Regions from separate parts of the Astyanax mexicanus genome. Here region 2 is linked to region 1. A link is a contact called in public Hi-C data. All regions are on one chromosome and are shown on one strand. The core of a region is the stretch at or near the end of the contact, and the rest is flanking DNA. Distances in the headings are between cores, read along the strand shown. Region 1 overlaps oxsr1b (oxidative stress responsive kinase 1b). Region 2 holds the start of oxsr1b (oxidative stress responsive kinase 1b).

Region 1 (2,700 bases), core at 161-2,660:
TTATTGTGTTGTGTAGGTGCTGATGCTGACCCTGCAGAATGATCCTCCTACACTGGAGACGGGCATCACAGACAAAGAGATGGTGAAGAAGTACGGGAAATCCCTGAGGAAGATGGTCTCGCTGTGTTTGCAGAAGGATCCAGAGAAAAGGTGACTGAATGAGAAGCTTTTGTTTCCTCTCAGAGTGTGTATGTTGATATAAATTTAAATTAAAAGGCATTGCTCATGAAGTCGTTTAATAGAAAGTGCAACAGAGACTGTTTTACATAGTTTCATGATGATTTAATGTGGTAAGTTGAATAAGGTAGATTTGTATTTATATTTCTTTGTGAGGATGCACTCGACAGAAAGTATTTTGCTGTACTGATTACTATTTATTTATTTATTCCAAATGTTGTATGATACATGGCACATGCCCTGCGGTCCCATTGTAATTTTCAGCAAGTTTGGCTGAGTGTTCATCAGCATATATTGGAAAAAAAACAGATTCTGTGTTCCTTCTGTCTCAGACTTTATATTCTTGGACGTTCTCTGAAGGGATTCACTGAACTGGCAAAAGTTCCAGCATATAATGATGAGGATATCATTTAGGAAATTGGAAAAATGGATAAATATCACAAATGGCAAGAAATACGTACATGAATATCTTAAGGAATGAGGGTAAATCACTTATTATTATGTCGTGCTGCATTACCCTTTAAAACTATCAGAAGTTATGCAAAAAAATGTAAAAATGGTGTCATTATTAGAGCACAATTTAGATTTAGATTTGACAGTTTTTTTCTTTAAGATTTTGTTTAAGATTTATTTCAAAATTTCTTTTATTTTTCTCCCCAAATTAGCTAGGTTGATTGTCCCAACCATTTAGCTGCTACAACTGTCAGCTTTATATACCCCATCACTAGTGATTCCACAACACTAGGAGGGTGGTGACTAGTGTTTTTTTTATTTTATTTTATTTTATTTTTATTTTTTTTTAATTTCTGGTCAAAAATAACGTCTAAAATTGTCATTGTGCTTTTTTTTACGCTCAATTAATCCTCATAATAATCTGTAGTTTATTGTGTGCTAATAGGTTGGTAGTGGCCATGTTGTTTATTTGTGATATTTGCTTTTTTCCCCCCCCAGTGATTCTCATAAATAAATATAAATAGAGCTGTCTTCATGCTCTTCTTTCTTCTCTGCTTTTCTTTTCTTTCCAGGCCAACATCATTAGAGCTTTTAAAACACAAATTCTTCCAGAAAGCGAAGGTAAGAGACTTTGTTCTGTATTTTGTTGAGATGCTCTGTGTGTGTACATATGTGTTTACCCAAGTTTACGTGAATCTGAGCTGAGGTCAGTCCAGCATTCCTGTCATTACTGGGCAAGCGCTGGGCTTCTGAACAAAAGCAGGGATAAGCAGCCTCAGAGCCCCTTCCGGCCGCCTGACACGCTCCACGCCAGCACCCGGAGTGCCCTTTCAGCAGTTTGGGCGAGCCCAGTCTACTGTGTGTCAGAGCGCACTCCTGTGTTCAGCGGCTAGTACAGCTCCTTCTGATTATTAACCATTACTGCTGGAGGCCACCAGAGGGCCCATATGAGCTAAATTCAAAGAATCTCGCTGTGTTATGACATCTGACAAAATCTATTCAATAGTAAACACAAGAGTGGTATCCGTATTAATTAATTTAAAACAGCAGTAACCCAATAGCAGTGGTTAGAATCAGATAAAGCTGTGCTATAATGTGCTGTATTAGTTTTTATCTACACATCTAGACCTATTTTTTTTATGTTTGAGTCACAGTCAGTCAGACTGATATCTTATAACTATGAAGAACAAACTGTTATTTTATTTTCAGGCTGTGTTTTTGATAACATGTTTTGTTTGTTACTAATTCCTTACTGCTATTCCTGTTTCCTCTGGTAGAATAATGAATTTCTACAAGAGAAGCTCCTACAGAAAGCACCTACAATATCAGAAAGGTCGAAAAAGGTGAGACCAAGTTGTTGGCTTTGTTTTAATTTCTTTCTCTTCTAGCTAAGGGAAATAAAGAATAAAGAAAGGTATCTGTGATCAGTTGCGAAATTTGCTGTAGTGAAGTATAGATTTTATTACAGTACTGGGATTACAGTATTCTTTTGTATTTTCCTACCAGTCAACACAGCAGCCATTCAGACTTACAAGGTCTTGTTATCAGAGATTTATAGTAACAAAGTAGTAGAACTACTTCACAACTGTACTTAAGTACTAAAATGCTGTATCTGTATCTACTGAACTATTATTTTTTTTGATGAGTTTACTGTATTTGTCACACTATAAGGAGCACTTATAATCCTTTAATTTTCCATAAATAATTTCTCTTATAGTTCAGTGCGTCTTATGTATGAATTCTACCAGTCATGTTGTAAGGAACAATAAAGCCACTCTGCTGAAGTACAGCGTTATACAGGAGTTTTAGTGAAGTTTCTCCAGCACCAAGGCTGGAGCAGTATTACCATTAGCCGCTAATTGCAGTAAGCACATTGCAGTAAGATCTTTCGCCGCTCAGAGGTGAGTTTATTGGACTGTAGCCTTCGTTTTTACCGTGTTAATAAAAGCTACGTGGGATGAATTGTTAGATAATATCACCCTGGCTTACCTAAACGTTTTGTGCTAACTGCGGCTAGTGCTGCTGCTAATCACACAGTTGAAAATACTGTAAATCTAAACTTATTGTAAA
Region 2 (2,700 bases), core at 18-2,517, 72 kb before region 1:
GTGGCAGTGGTAATCGTTAGGTTGTATCTGCGACACTTCTCCCTCTCTTTGAGCTTCTCTCACCAGACTGCACTAGAATTTTATTAGGTTCCAAACAGCATTCAGGGATCACCCCCACCAGACCTGCTTTTAGATGTTCTGACCCAGTCTCCGGCCACCACAATTTCACAAGTCGCTCATAATCTTACTGTTCTTACTATGCTAAAATCCAGAAGTAACATAAATGACACAACAGTAATTTAATAACTTGTCTCACGTTAGAACTAGTGATCCTTTAGTGGTGGTTTAAAGATGGAGTTACACTTCCGGACAGGAGGTATGAATAGAGTCTTGTTTAGAGTCTTAATTTATTCCCTTAGTTTATTAAATCGTTCACTCTGTTTAATAAATCATTCCCTTTATTAAAGAAGCACCCCTCAGTTTAACTAATTGTTCCCTTTTTTTCTTTTAAATCTCTCCATAAATATATTCTCTCAATTAAATGTTTTCTTTGAGTTTAAAAATCTATTCTCTCAATTAAATAAATTGTTCCCCTTAGTTTAAAAATCTTTTCTCTAAATTAAAAAATTATCTTTGTTTAAAAATCTATTCTGTCAATTGAACACAATGTTTCTTTAGTTAAAAAAAATATTCTTTTAATACAATAAATTGTTCCGTTAGTTTAAAAATCTTTCATCTCTCATTTCAAAAGTTGTTATCTTTGTTTAAAAATCTATTCTCTCAATTAAAACAATGTTTCTTTGGTTTAAAAAAACTATTCTTTTAATTCAAGAAATTGTTCCCTTAGTTTAAAAATATATTCTTTTAATTAAAAAAAAGTTCTCTCAATTTAAATAAATTGTTCCTAAAATGTTATAATTGTTTGTAGTAAAAAGTTGTTCTCTCAATTTATAATTTTTTCTGTAGTTTTGAAAACCCTTCTCTCATTTTAATAAATCAACTTAATAAATCCTTCTCGTCATTGAAAATATATTTTCTCATTTTAATAAATTGTTATCTATTTTTACAAATCGTTTTCATCAATTTAATTAATTGTCCTCTTCTTTTAATTGTTACCTATTTTTTAATTCAATTCATTCAGTTTTATAATATGTCCCCATAAATTAAGCATCTAGCCCCCTCTAAACGAAGGGAACGCTTTATTAAGTAAAAGAATTTTAGGTTTTTAATGCTTTATTAAACATATTAGTAGTATGGTAGAGTAATGTACTGAGCGGGGGCCGGGCTGCTCGGTTTAAGACGCGCCCTTCCCCTCTCAGCATGGCGGCGCTGTCTCTCCGCCCCGGGGCTCCGCAGGAATGTGAAGGCGGGGGCCGCTGGTGGCAAACTTTGGGAATGATATAGTAGCAGGAGCTGTATGGGATCGGTACCGTCAGTCGGTGTGGACGGCGGCCTGCGCGTGGATTTTTCTGGTTTCTTGTTGTTTTGGATCAGTTTCCGGAGAGCAGGCGGAGAGCGGGGAGTGCGCGGGGTTTGAGCAGAGAGAAGCGCGGTTAGAGCCACAGCCATGTCGGAGGACCTGAGCTCCCAACCCTGGTCCATCTGCAAGGATGACTACGAGCTGCAGGAGGTGATCGGTAAGTGTCTGCTGCGGCTTCTGGGGACATTTACACCTCTGTTCTTTAGGGGTAAAGCCCGGCGGTGAGGGGGATTCTGTGGGTGGGTGTTTTAGCTCAGCCAAGGCGGTTCTGCCCCTGTCTGTCTCTCTGTCTGCCTGTGTCTGGCTGTGTTAGCCTAGCCTGCTGGCTAAGCTAAAAGCTAAGCTAGCGCTGGGGAGGTCTTGCAGCACTGCTGCCGCCCAGACAGTCAGATATGTTTAAACAGCTAGCTAGGCTATGTATATTTCAGGGCAGGGTCTGTGTGTATTATAATGTAAAGATATGTAGCTGTGAGATAATGTGTTATTAATATGTTCTGTCTTCTTTATAGCTTGTTTTGCGCTTCATTCCCTCCAAATTAGCCTAAAACTCTCTCTAAAAAGAGTTGTAGCCGCTGTTAGCTAGCTTTAGCTAACTAGCTTAGCAACCCGCAGACTACATAGCTAACTAGTGAGCCACTATCCTAAAATAAATCATGTTTAGGTTTATTTGACGTGTTTATGCCTGAATATCTTATAAATCAAGACTTGCACTTCCCGTATTCTGGTTCTCTAGACAGTGAGAGAGGGTGACAAACCTATAAACCTCACATTTTAACCACTTTTCAAGTGCTAGGCTGCGTTCACACACATACATCACTACTACTTTAGCTTTAGACTACACATGACGTTAGATAGATAACTACTGTAGTAACTCATGCACTTGTAATGCGTGTGTACTATTTTTGACACTATTTAACTTTAGCAAGGTTAGTGTGTTGGTGTGCGGTTTACGACACAGCACTTGTGCGTTCACTAGCAAGCTATATAACTAGTTTATCTAAGCTAGCTCTAGACTACTTCACATTTTAGTGTCTCATTGCTGTAGGTTATGTAGCTAACACACCCATTTTTACCTCAGGAAGGGTTTGGTAGATAATGAAATGAGGAGTTGGTTCAGGTGTGTCAGCTCAATGAAATGTTCAGGGTTGGTGTTAATAAAAGACTCCAGTTGAAACTACTTAACATAGCTGACCTTTGCAGCAGCACACGCTAGTGAACAGGTTATAGCTCACAGGCTGTTAGTGATAAAATTCCAAAATATTATCAAGCATCAGACTCAA

What was found. A called contact is a pair of places that touch in the nucleus more often than the background predicts.
Region 2: a contact with region 1 is called in a Hi-C map of blood, with 2.8 times the contacts expected there. The contact joins the promoter of oxsr1b here to the enhancer-like site in region 1. A contact is called at or near these places in 2 of 3 Hi-C or Micro-C datasets (blood and muscle).

The regions. Positions count from the first base shown.
Region 1 is chr1:94,963,116-94,965,815 of AstMex3_surface, reverse strand. It overlaps oxsr1b (oxidative stress responsive kinase 1b), which reads left to right. Exons shown (of 18, transcript XM_022683073.2): 8 at 17-150; 9 at 1,203-1,251; 10 at 1,908-1,973. Among protein-coding and RNA genes, the nearest start is that of slc22a13b, 20 kb to the right of the region's middle. Within about 2 kb of position 1,410, the one cell type or tissue checked has an H3K27ac peak away from gene starts, as active enhancers do.
Region 2 is chr1:95,034,740-95,037,439 of AstMex3_surface, reverse strand. oxsr1b (oxidative stress responsive kinase 1b) reads left to right here and starts at 1,267. Exons shown (of 18, transcript XM_022683073.2): 1 at 1,267-1,577. The coding sequence starts at 1,508.